Regions from separate parts of the Gossypium arboreum genome. Here region 1 is linked to region 2. The links are chromatin contacts, called in public Hi-C maps. All regions are on one chromosome and are shown on one strand. Each heading gives the region's core, a stretch centred on a gene start, on an enhancer-like site or on the middle of the called end of the contact. The rest is flanking DNA. Distances are from core to core; before and after follow the strand shown.

Region 1 (6,949 bases), core at 4,337-6,836, 90 kb before region 2:
ATATGTAACAAATTTGCTCTGAATCTGAATTAAACATTTTGTGCAGATCGAAGTAAATCTTTGAACTTGGAAATATTCTATAAGTAAGCATTAATTGAACAAATTTCTTTTACGCACTGAGTTCACAACTCATATTTGTTATTAATTAGATTTCAGGTAGTTCTCAATCTTAAACAGGTCAGTGCCGTGGGAGCTCGGTCAAGCTTTTACCTTTCTTTCAAATGTTATGTTAAGATTTTTGGTAATTTATGATAGTAGAACATTGGGAGATTATATACTAACTAAATAACTAATCTTTATGATGATGAATATTATATGAAACATGGTTTAGTATTATTATGTTACTTGTGTGGTATGTAAGTATTGTCAATGTAACTCTCTAAGCTTGGACTGGACTTCTAGACCGAGTGTATGGTGTTACATAGAATGTGGACTATTAGTTGTTTCTATTAACCCTTTTTCTAATAATTTTTTAATTTGTATATGAAATTCATCTGTATCTTGTTTAGTATAGATCATTGGTTTAACTCTAATAATTTTATTGGGATTTTCTAATGCATATTATATGTTTAGGTTTAATGCCTTAGATGAAGTACGAAGTAAATATAAGAAGGTTATGTACTTTAATGATTGGTTTCTTGCTTGCCAAATAAACTAGCTTGGTGGATAAGTAGGATAACTTTGTACTGTGTATGTGTATGATATTATGGTTTGATGTGGTGATATTAAAGGTCAAATTAGGTAAATTTTGAAATGATTTTATAGTGTATCAGTACGTATAGCCAAATGTATCATATTGTGACAGCCCTAAATTGACCCTAGTCGGAAAGTGGTTTCGGGACCACAAAACCGAGTCAAAAAAATAATTAACCGTTATATTTGATGCTTATTATATGTATATAGGCATGTGTGAAAATTTCATGTTTGAATTTTGTTAATTGTAAGTGAATTTTGCTAAATAGGACTTGTGTGAGAAAATTTAGAAATGTGCTAGGCAAATGTTAAAGTGGCCTATTGATGCATGTTAGAAAATGTTGTCCTTGCATGTCAAATTACCCAAAACTTAGGATGGTTGCCGGCCATGCTATGGGTTAAAATGTATTATAAACATTTTATGTTAGTGTTTTATGTTAGGAATAATAAAATAAAGAACATGGGTAATAAAATAATAGTGGTTAGTAGGAGGAGAAACAAAAAAAAAATTTGTGTGGTTGCTCCTCCATTGCCGTGAATTGAAGGAAGAAAACAAAGAAAAAAAATGTGTTCATCTTTTAACATCCTTGGCCGAAAATGCTAAGAAGAAGGGGGAAGGGGAAGTAAAATATTCGGCCACTCCTTCTAGTCTTGAAGAAGGTATGTTTGATGTTATTCCATGAAATTCATGCATATTTTTAGATGTTAGTTTGAATTCTACCTAGCCCATGGTTTAAATTCTTTTTGCTACTTGATGGAGATGATACTCGGCCATGGATGTTGTCATTCTTGGTTGGTGTTGATGTTGTGTTGATGAGGTATCAAGTTATTTTAGTAACCCATGTCAAAATTATGAAAATCATGGTATGGTGTCTTGAACATTCGCCATGGTAGGAAGTAGAAGAGAAATATGGTTGTTGTTCATGTTATTTGGATGAAAAAAAGGGGTTAGTAGTTAGATGAAGTAGAGTCTAACAAATGAGCACATATGTGCATTAGTTGCTAGATGGAGAAAAATCGGCTAGCAAGTTGTGTACTAAGGCGAATATGATTTTGAATATTATTGAGTAATGCATGTGTTGAATTGATGGAATGGAGAGGATGCTTTAATTATGTTATGAACAATTATATGTTAAATTAAGGTTTGCTAAGCTAGCTATTAAGGTGAAGTGCAAATGTTAGTATTTGATTACTAGTGTATATATGTGTATTATGAGTTTTGAACTTGAAACAAAATGGTGTTTAGTCAATACAAGTGACCATACTTGTAGAATGTATTAAGTATACAATCGGCCTCAACATAGACATGCATATTCGCCACATGAATGAATACATAGATTGATGTTGTGCGTTCGGCTATAGGTAAGCATATTGATGGCTTTATCTTGACTTAGAAAATCGGCTAAAGGAGAATATTGGCTAATATGTTGAATTTGATTCATGATTTCATACATATATGACTCTAATGCCTAATATACATGGGCTAAGTACCTTGAATTTCTCTTTGATGTTCAAAATGATTAAATCAATTTATTTGTTAAATTAAGCTCAAGAGCAAAGGGGAACTAAATCCGATAAAGGAAAGGAAAAGGTGATCGAATAGACGTTGAAATCGTTCGACAACATCCGAGGTAAGTTTTCGAGTAATGGAACTTAGATTATGATTCGATTAGGTCATGACATATAAGTATGACAAATAAACTGTGATATAATGATTCTACTTGAATTATATATTGAGGTGATTAGTTTATACCTATGACGGGTAGCCGAATGTGTATAGAGATCATGTTATAAAGCCAATCAAAATCATGCTCTTTGTATTTGGCTATTGAGCCAAAATTAGTCAGTGTGATAAGTGTCTTGTGTTTGAGCTTTGGTAATGAAAATGAAATATGGATGTGTCATGATTTATTGATATATGTGCATGGTTATTCGAATGATATCCGGGCTAAGTCCCGAAGGCTTTTATGCTAGTGACTATATCCGAACTAAGATCCGGAGGCATTTGTGTGAGTTGCTATATCCGGGCTAAGACCCGAAGGCATTTGTGCTAGCGACTATATCCGGGCTAAGTCCCGAAGGCATTTATGCTAGTGACCATATCCGGGCTAAGACCCGAAGGCCTTGTGCGAGTGGTTATATCCGGCTAAATCCCGAAGATACTTGGGTTTGGGAATGAGCGATCTTGCTGTAATAATTTCAATTAATACGCTCGTAAAATCCCAACGATGAGGTATGTTTCGTATATGCATTGGAATAATTGATTCCTTTTAAATAGTATTCGCTCAATCGATTAACAAGCTTCCGGCCTTTAGTCAAGTTGATTCCTTATGTATGAATATAAGGGTTGGAAATGTGAAGTAGGTATGATTTTGAGAATATGTGTGTATGAAATTATTCGTTTAGTCATATGAATGCTATACTTCAGTTGTGCATGATTTCATTACTCAAAACTTACTAAGCATTAAATGCTTATTCCGTTTCTTTGATTCTCTGTTTTATAGATTTTGGTTCGTCAGCTATCGGACTCGGGAGTGTCAAAGTCGAAGTCATCCACACTATCAAAGCCCTTTTGGTACTCTTTTAGATGAACTCTGAAAATGGCATGTATAGGACTGTCCTTTTGTTGTTGGTCATGTACCTTTTGGTATTGTATAAATTTGTATAGCCATGCGAAAATGGCTTATATATCTTGAGCATAGCATTATAATCATTTTGTATATTGTTCATTGAGTGGTATGGAAATGATTGGTAACGATTAGCCATTGGAATGGTTAATCACGATCATTTTAGTGCTATGTACGACAAATGGCTAGTTGATCCATGGAAAATCATGAAATAGGTATAGTCTACCTTAAAAACAGATGCTGACAGCAGCAGTGATGTGAATTTGAAAAATCACTAAAAATATTAGGAATGGAATTAAATACCGAATAAATTATGAAATCGAACCTTGATGAGTCTATTTTCATATGGAATAAACGAAAAGATCATATGAGCTGTATTTTAAGGGATGTTTAAGTTTTCGTGAAACAGGGCCAGAGCGACTTCTGGATCCCCTATTCTGACTTTGGAAATTCACTATAAATTAACCAGAGATAATTATAAGTCATGCCCTATATTTACAGACTCCTTTTCGAGTCTAGTTTCTTTAGAAACAAACGGAATAAGTATTGAAACCCTGTAAAGGAAGATATCTAAGTCGTAATGCATGAAGGTCAGAGTAGTCGAACCCTGTAACAGGGGAGACTTTAACTAATAAACTGTACTAATTGGACCGACCAAAAATTCTAGAAAAAAACTTATAGATGGATATATGAGTCTAGTTTTAGGGAAAATTTACGGAATCAGTTTTTGAGTTTTGGAATTCGAGATATGATTTTTAAGGTGACAGTGACGCAGTTACCCAGCTTGTCTGGAAATGGTAAAATGAACTGTATAAATAAATGAATGAAGTCCGTTAACACCTCGTGTCCGACTCCGGCAACGATCTCGGGTACGGGGTGTTACACATATCAAGTAAGTCAGTATGTCCACTGCTATAGTACAAGGTACTTGTATCGATACACGTCCTCACTTGTAATGATACATCTATGCTAGACAAGGTCTCTCTTGTTGACTCTCAAATATCTATATTTGGTATTATTTAAAATGTTTTCATCTTGATTTTAAAGTTTTAAAAACGAATTGGATTATTTGAAATGGTTTAATCTAAATGATCTCATATTTGATTTCTTAATGTATTCAATAAAGTAGGAAGTTATTTTTTGTTACTTCGATAACAAATGTAATATGTCGTATTTCAATCAAGCAATCGGCAATGAAAACACGGAGGGATTGATGAGAAATTTTTCCGTTCAATCACCTATGAAAGTTCAAAAAATTCTAAATTAAATCATTTATTCATTTCATTTTCTTCAAAATAAGTATTCTTTTTTTCCTTATTCTTCCTTCTTTATGTTTTGGCCCTGCTTGTTTGCTCTCTGTACCATTTTTTTCTCCGGCCAAGTTCCTCCAATCTTCATCGTCAAAGACCTGCCCATAATGGCCAGTAAACTAAAAGACTCTTTGCCTTCTCTTTTTCGAAATTTTTTGAAATTTTCTTATTTTCTTTCAGATCTGGAACTTATCGATCTGCTTTGCTTCACTTCTCTTTTCTTTTTCATTTTTTTAAAAAATTATTCGACATTTTATTTTTGAAAGAAACAACGAAAAACAACAACAAAACAAAAAAAAAAAGAAAAGAGAGAGAGAGAAAAGGAAAGTAAAAATAAATCACCCAAATAAAAAAAAAAAGAAGAAGTTGATTTGGGCTTTGAGGCTCAAAATACTTTTATTAAAAACTTCTTTTTAATATTTTAAAGACAAAACTTTATTTTATTTTAAACAAAATTTTGATTATTATTTTATATAATTATTTAAGAAACATTTGGATATCCAAATGTTCACTCATTTCATGTCAAAGTTTCGAAGAATTAAAATGGATTAAATTAGACATAACTGAAAATTAATTTCAAAATAATTGAAATAAAATTTAATTAAATTATAAATATTTGAAATTTAACTGAGTTTAATCTTGACTCAATTTCATTTTAAAAATAAAAATTAAAATAAAAAGGAAACACGTGTCCCATCAAAAACCTTGTAACCCAAGTTAAAAAAAAAAATGAAGTTGGGGACAAAATTAGGTGGTAGAATAAAAGAAATGATCTGACGTGGAATAGTTGAGCATTAGCTGATAAGCAGTTCCAACTCCCAAATGAAGAACGTTTTACTAGATTTGGAGGTCAACAAATAAAAGAAGCCAAAGCAGAAACCAGCCGCAGCTGGGCTGAGCCACCCACCGTTTTTCCATCAAATCCACTAGGGAATAGTAGTGGGAACCCTCCTAAAAACATGGAGCTGCATGATGTCCACGTGGCCATTTAGTTCCACTTTTACGCCAGAAAGTGGCTTCCACGCGCTTCTACCCCATTCTGCATGTGCTTTTGGACTCTTTCCCAAACTAGCACTCTTTGGAATTATCGCTACTTTTCTTTGGAATTATTCCATAATCTTATAAATTGACTTAAATTTTTGAACAATTTAAAGTAATAATAATAATTCAAACTTTTATAATAATTGATATGGTATAAAATGTTCAATTACTAATGTCTAATAATCGATATAAAATTATGGGAAAAGTAACACAGCAATTATTCAATTTTGATCAAAATAATATCAAATTTTGAAAAGTTATAATTTAACCACTAAATTTTATGAAAGCAATAAATCAATCACCTGAATCCATTTTTTGTTATAGACATAACTAGCAGCTAACGTGACCTATTAGGGTGCCACATTAAATATGATCCCACCATCAAATTTTCTTTTTTTTTTTTAATTTTTATTATTAATTTTCTAAACAAATACAACCAAAACTCTTTTTTGTTTAATATTCTCTTCTCCCTTCTCTGTACTATCAAAATTTTCTCTGTTCTAATGCAACCTAAAAACAACAACAAAAAACCCAAAAATCAACGTTGGACTATTGCGCCGATTTGCCAACGGTGGTCGAAAAACTCTAAATTCTTAGCTAGTCTCTTTTGACCCTTTGAACATGAATTCGGAGTCGTATTCTCCAAAAATCACCTCGAACTACTCGAATCTATGCTTAAACGTTCAAATTTCTCCTTACCTGATCTTGAAATCCGACTATCGAATCAGTCTGATTCCAAGGTATGTTGTTTTTTGCGAGCTCTTTTACATTCCTACCGTTCAAATTTCTGAGATGACTACCCCAGACCTTAAAACTAGCCTCAACGTTCCTCTTATTTCTTTTTTTTTCTTTATATTTTTTTCTTCTTTCTTTGACTTTGTTTCCTTTCTCTCCGTTGCAAGCTTCCACTTGGTTCTCCTTTGGAGTTATTTTTATTGTTCATTTTGTATTTTTTGTGTTGTTTATGTGAATTTTTTAGTTGTTGAAGGTGTGGTGAAGATGTGTTTATGGCGGCGATGGTAAATGGAGTGATTATGAGGGTGTTTGGATTTGAAAATAGTGGCAATGTATGGCGGTTGGTTAATTGGATAGTGGTGGTGATTAGTGTTGAGAGAGGTTGATGATAGTATGATTAAGAGAAAAACAAATTCAAAGTTTTTTAATCTTTCTGGAAAAAAAGAAAAAGAAAAAGAGGAGTTGAAAAAGGTTGAAGCGGGAAGTGAAGTTAACAGGGACGATATGGTTGAAGCAGGAAGCGAACATGGCCAGTTTGAAGAG
Region 2 (6,687 bases), core at 2,091-4,590:
AGTAACATGAGTTGAAGTTTTAATCAATCCATATTCAGACATGAAGACTTTCGCACATCCCTAGACCATCTCACTAAATCCTTTCTAACCAACCGAAGTCTGTCAGAAACCAATTCCTATGCAATCTCTCAAAGTCAATGCACCTCACCTTCACATGACTCTTTAAGAATCCACGTTGCTTCAAATTTAAAACCTCAATACAAATTTTCTTTTCTTGTCATTCTGCCACAAGTGTTAATTAAGAGAGGAAAATTATCAGAAATCGAATGATCACAGTGCTTCAGGCTATAATTGGGGAATAAATCTTCCCATCCCGGAGTAGACACCCCTCTATCCAACCTTTCCTGAATATTATTACTAGCTAGTCTCTCACGTTCCCATGTAAACCATTGCCTCTCATAACCCACATCCTGCAAAACACAATCATCAAAGATCAAGTGAAAAGCTTCTATAGACCATTCATCAGTCAACCTTTCCCCTTGTTTCTTGTGGAATACATAATTTTGTTGAAATCTTCCATAACTAACAATGGGTCCCCATTATCAAATACAAGATTTCTTAACAAATCCCATGAATGATGCCTTAAATTTTCCATTAGATGTCCAGAAAACCCAACAAATCGCCACCTAATGTCTTCTAACTCCCCCTCCATTGTCACATCAATATGATTCATCAAAAATCTTCTTAACACTACTTTAACTCCTTACTTCCATCCTAAAGATAACCCTCATTTGTTTCTTTGCTACTAACATATATTCCCTCCACATCCCCCATGTCCTCCAAACTTCCTCCATTTTCAAACTATGTAGCTTAGTTTCCATAAAAAAACCATATCGAGATTAGTTACCCTCAGCATATGCCAAAGGCGATGCCTTGTTCGGGGATTCCCTAGTCCCCAAACATTTCAGCATAAGATTTCCATTACAATCAGCTGCCCTACCCTACAGAACCAGTCAATATCTCAGAATCAAGAACATAAGAAGTCCATCAGTAGTTTTCCCCAAATCCATTTCATTAAAAACTAAAGAAAACTGAGAACTGCGTTGACGCTTCTTTCCCTCTCCAATCTCCATAGGGAAATCCTCCTCTCACAACTTCTTATTCGAATCCATATTCTCTATTCCACTAATGCCAGTGTCCAACTTCCCTCCATATTCAGCCCAAGATTCACTCTCGCTAGACGCAAAAAAATCCCTATTTCAAAATAGACCTTGTATATTCGCTAACCCCTCAGTTGTCCTTTTACCCAGCGATTTCTACAATTTTTTAATCCGTGGCCTTTCTCCCTTCTCCCGTAACTAAGGACTAGTCACCACCATTGCTATTTTCGGTATTATTTTAATCGAAAAATCCCACTCAGATACCAATTTTTTTCCCATTAACGATCTTGGCTGGGCAAATCTCTCAGATTATCCCAATCAGCCATAAAAAAAGTAAAATATCGAAAGCTTTTCATATTGGAATCGCGCATAAAAGAACCATTTGTTCTCCAGAATAAGTTTCTTATGCTTCATTAACGGATTTCTCACATCAATCCTGACACGAATTCGCATATAACCCCCATACCATTTATTCAATGACTTCGCACCATACTCTAAAATTGCCCTAAAAAAGCCCCCAAATTGCCTAGCCATCATTTCTGACATTAATCCCGTCAGAAGATCATGAATCTAGACCAAAAAATCAGCCCGAAACAATGGCACAACCATGAGGTCATCCCCTTCCTTTAATCGATGAAAAAGTAGTAAATGGTTGTTGAACGTTTAGGGACTTCCATCCAAGAACCTGTCAAGATCAATCTCATAGTAAAACTGAAAGAGAAACCGCTTCTCACCCATATAAGTAATCTTAACACCCCCATGAGGGTGCCATAAATTCACCAAAGTGGTGCGCATCGCCTGAAACTGTACAACAGTGGCCATCAAGAAGCTACCCACCACATTCAGATTCACCACCTACTCCCTCACTTCCTCCTTCAATCTACTTGCCATGCCTCCTCCTCCTCCCTACCAGCAAGTGAAAGCACTGCCAAGCCTTTTTCCATCCTTTAATCATCGCTGTCAATAGCGTTCTTTTCGCCTTATCCACCGCAAAAACCACCACTTAGAGATCTATTTTGAATAGAAAACCTTCTATATTTAAGTGTAAAAGAAATTACTAGATGAATATATATTTACTTAGTTTTAATAATTTGGATATTAGTTTTGTTTTGAATGATTAGCTATATTTATTTTATGATATAAAATAATTTAATATCATATAAATTAATATTTTGAAAGAATAAATTGGTTAGAAAGATATAAAATGTTTTTAAAATTATGAAAATTAAATAAATTATTTTAAAAAATATAAGAAAAAGAGAAATGTGCAACTTCTTGCAATATTTTTAATATTTTTTAAAATTTAAAATTAATTAAATACTAAAATGTCATCGTGTCATTAAAATGAACAAACAAACCTTTCGATTATTTTTATAAAAGTAAAATTAAAACAAAATTTTTAAAAAGTTAGAAATGTAAATGAGATTAATAAAGATAACATATAAGTGTATACTAGAAATAAAACCGTATAAGAAAATTGGTTTCTCAAATAAAGAAAAATGATTTCTTTATTTATTCTACTGTAATAGATGATAAGTATGAGCTTAATGCAAATTTCAGAAAAGAAAATATATAAAAGAAACCCCTTCAAAACCGTTGGCTGATGAGCTTGTGAAGCGCCCACAGTCCCAACATTCAAATCCGGAAACCGGTTACCGGTTTTCGCTTTCCCTCTTTTAAAGTGGTTTTTGAATCAACACGAACCTCCCGAAAACCAGGAGCCTTTTTCTATATTATTTTATTCTGTTTTTCTTTAATTAAAATAAAACAGGGGCTCCCACTTCACACCCTCTACCTCATATGTGGCGATTCGACAGCACTCTGATGCCTGTACGTGTCTGCCACGCGCTACTCTCTTCCTTTCTCAATTTTTGGACCCATTTGCATGGCATCCCTTACCTTTTTCACCACCTGTCCTTATATTCAAGTATCCGTTTTACCCTTTAGAAAGCAGTAACATATCGAGCGCAAGTGGGGGTAGTTTAGTAAAAATGAGTTGTGCATCGATTTCCCCGAGAGGAGTTACGTTCCGTAAATATTTAGGTTGTCTTACGCAGAAGGGACAGTACATTAAGTACGCCTCCAATGGGGAATTGAAATTGGATTCCTTAATTGGGAGTGAGTTGCACGAGTGAGAGGGTGAGAGTAGTGAAATAGCAAAAGTATTTAAAAACATAGCAGTACCATGTTTTTATTGTTTTTTAAATAAAAATTGATTTATTTTTGAAAGCCAACCTCCTTGAATGTGGAAACCAGCGTTTTGGAAATTAAAACAACTGCGTTCCCCTGGTCCTATACCTGAAAACCCAGCGGCCATTTTTTCGTAAAAGAATATCTCTTATTTTTATATTTTCCTTTTCCGCTTCCCTTAAATACTCCAACTTCCCTCTTTTCTTCAATCCCCCCCCCCAAATTTTCTCTTTTCTTTCTCCAACTTCTCAAAATGCGCATGAGTTGTAATGGATGCCGGATTCTTCGTAAGGGCTGCAGTGAAAATTGTAGCATCAGGCCCTGTTTACAATGGATCAAAAGCCCTGAATCCCAAGCAAACGCCACCGTCTTTCTAGCCAAGTTCTATGGCCGTGCTGGCCTTATGAACCTCATCAACGCCGGCCCCGAACACCTCCGCCCTGGTCAGTTTCACTTTCCTTTCACACATCTGCTCTGTTTATTTTTAATTTACATTATTTTTAGATTACTGTCTTTTCTTTCACTGATTTCTTTTCCCTATTTATTCAGCTATTTTTAGGTCGTTATTATACGAGGCTTGTGGTCGGATAGTGAACCCGATATACGGTTCTGTCGGCTTATTATGGTCCGGAAGCTGGCAGCTTTGCCAAGCCGCCGTAGAAGCTGTGCTAAAAGGTGCTCCGATCACTCCGATTGCGTCGGAAGCCGCTGCGAATGGTCAAGGGCCGCCTCTAAAAGCATACGACATTCGTCATGTTTCCAAAGATGAAAACTCTGCAGCCTCTAACGATGTCCAACGAGTTAAGACACGGTGCCGAGTTAAAAAAACTTTGAAGCCGAAGGTGAATAACCCGGTCTTAGAGGAGGAGAACCGCAGCTCGGAACCACCCGAACCGCGGTGTTACGCTGATGAAGGGTTCGAGGGAAACCGGTCGACGAGTCACGAGTCCTCGCTGAGTCACCAATCTGAGTTGGCTGTTATGGATGGGGAAAGTAAAGAAACCTCGAGTATGATCTCAGAGGAAACAGTGGCGGCTTCGCGGCTGTTTCCGGCGGGGCCGGAGCTCGGAGGTAAGGTGTTGGAAGAAAGGACGGTGGAGGGAAGCAGCGAGATTGGGCTGGAGTTGACGCTGGGGTTTAAACCGGTGATGTCACGTGCTTGTCAGGTGGTGGTGCCTGTAAAGAAAAGGAGAGTGGAGGCATACGGCACGTTCGAGGATAGTCAAACGTGTAAGTTTGAGCTGGGTCTTGACTATCCGGCGGCTTAAATGGCTTTTATAAAAGGAAAAACAAAAGGATAGTTTGTTCCCAGTTTTGGCGGCTCGTTTCCGGCTTTTGTTTATTTTACATAGAAGAGTTGTGGATTGTTTTTTCTTTTCTTTTTTTTTTTTTTTTGTAAGTTCTTTTTGTAATTTTCCTTTTTCCCTTTATGTAAACAAAAGAAATAGTTTACATGAGTAGAAATGGTAAATTTTATAGGGGAATCATAAAGATTTTATTTCTTTTCAACTTTATTATTTTACCTAATTGGAATTGTATTATGACAATGAATGAACTATACAAAATTTTATAAAACAAACTGGGACCTTGTATTTACTCCTATTTTTGTTATTTATCGTTAAAATAATAATGTGGCATTTCTAAATTTGTATAATAAAATATTTAATTTTCTTACATATATTTTTATATAATTCAATAAACTTAATTTTTCACATTTTATATTATAGTAGCAAAGTTGAGTCGAGATTATTTTAATTTGAAAGCAATGTGTCCACAATTTAATTTGACAATTTATATATTTTTATAATTATTTATTTATATAGATTATTTATGTCAAGTTTTAATATTGTACTATTTATTTTATGTAAAAGCTTTTAACTTTAAAATATATTTATATTGTATATAAAACTTTTGATTGAATTTAAACACCAACTTAAATACCATTTTACAACTAATATTATTATCAAAGTATTTTTAATAATTTATTTAAAATACAATACTAAAGTAGAAAAGCCTCAACCATTACACAAAGAAAATGTTCCTCTTTTTTTAGTTTAAAAATAAAATTATAAATATGTTTGTTGTTAAAAATTTCACCTACACAATAGGTATGATATAATTTAGTATTAATAAAAATAATATTCTAAATCTATTTGATAGATATATTTTGATGGTTTAAAATTATAATTATTTAATAAATATAATTATATTGAAAAATTAATATTTAAATTATTAAAATATTAATCATATTAAAAATGATAGAAACGCGTGAAAAAATCAACATTTGGACTACACTAGTATAATCCTCTCCTTACATTAATATATTTTTATATTATAATTGAGATAGTATTAAGTACATTTGTAGTGTGTTTTTATTCCATAAGTAGTTTTAAAATTTTTCATTTTAAATATTTATTTTTTAATATTTTATTATACTTTATAGAACACTTGTCAACCCCGATCTTATTTGTGGAGTCTAAAAGTTTCAAGGATAGTGTACTAAATAATTTTTCAATTATAATCATATTTAAAATGTTATATATATTTATATGATTTTCAAAATGGCTTAATAAATTTTATATTTATTCCTCAAAAATATATATTTCAAGTAGACTTGATCATGACCTAAGTCACCCGCCTAATCCTGAATATCCGTCTAAAAATGGGAGGGCTCGGGAAGAATATAGGTTTGAAAAATAGGCTTAAACAAGAAATAAGGCCCATTACCTAAACGGGTCGGGCCTCAAGTAAGTTTTTTTTGGCCCAGGCCCTGCTCGACACGACCCAAATCAACCTAAACTTTCTTTTTTTTTGTTGTTTTTTGCTATCGTTTCATTGATGTTTTGCTGTTATTTCACTATTATAAATCTTATTTTATTGTTAATTTTGCTACTATTTTAGAGGCATTTGCATGCTAAGTTGCAAGTATATTAGTTTTATTTAAGTACAAAGACTATTTTTTATTGTATTTTCAATTTGTTGGAAAATATTTGTTTTGACATTTTAGTGTATTTAATGTATTATATTTAAAAATTATAGAAAAATAATGTAAAAATAATCAATACAGTGAGGTTGTGTTGGGCTCGGGTTTAACATTTTTAATCTAGGTCATGCTTGGGTCAAATTTTAGGCCCATTTTTAGGGTTGGGCCTAAAATTTTGTATTGGCGCAACCCATGATCAAGTCTAATTACAAATATGTTATATTTGCACGAAGTTTTTTTTTTCTTATTTAGGTTTTACAAATTTATAAATGTGGAATGTCTATTTTAAAAACTCAAAATTTTGGTTAAAAAATTTGAAGATCAAATTGATAGAATTTAAAAATGTGAATGGTTAAATTTATTGAATTATTTAGAATTAGGATCAAATTAGTAGAATATGTAAGTCTGGAGGAC

Evidence for each region. A called contact is a pair of places that touch in the nucleus more often than the background predicts.
Region 1: a Hi-C map of leaf shows a contact between it and region 2, with 4 times the contacts expected there. The contact joins the enhancer-like site here to the promoter of LOC108477076 in region 2. A contact is called at or near these places in 2 of 5 Hi-C or Micro-C datasets (both in leaf).

The regions. Positions count from the first base shown.
Region 1 is chr12:11,843,353-11,850,301 of ASM2569848v2, reverse strand. No RefSeq gene overlaps it. Among protein-coding and RNA genes, the nearest start is that of LOC128285557, 55 kb to the right of the region's middle. Within about 2 kb of position 5,586, at least 2 of the 2 cell types and tissues checked have an H3K27ac peak or open chromatin away from gene starts, as enhancers often do. A contact at or near this core is called in leaf, where this site is marked.
Region 2 is chr12:11,750,997-11,757,683 of ASM2569848v2, reverse strand. It overlaps LOC108477076 (LOB domain-containing protein 41), which reads left to right and starts at 3,340. Exons shown (of 2, transcript XM_017779517.2): 1 at 3,340-3,733; 2 at 3,840-4,869. The coding sequence starts at 3,544. The coding sequence ends at 4,558.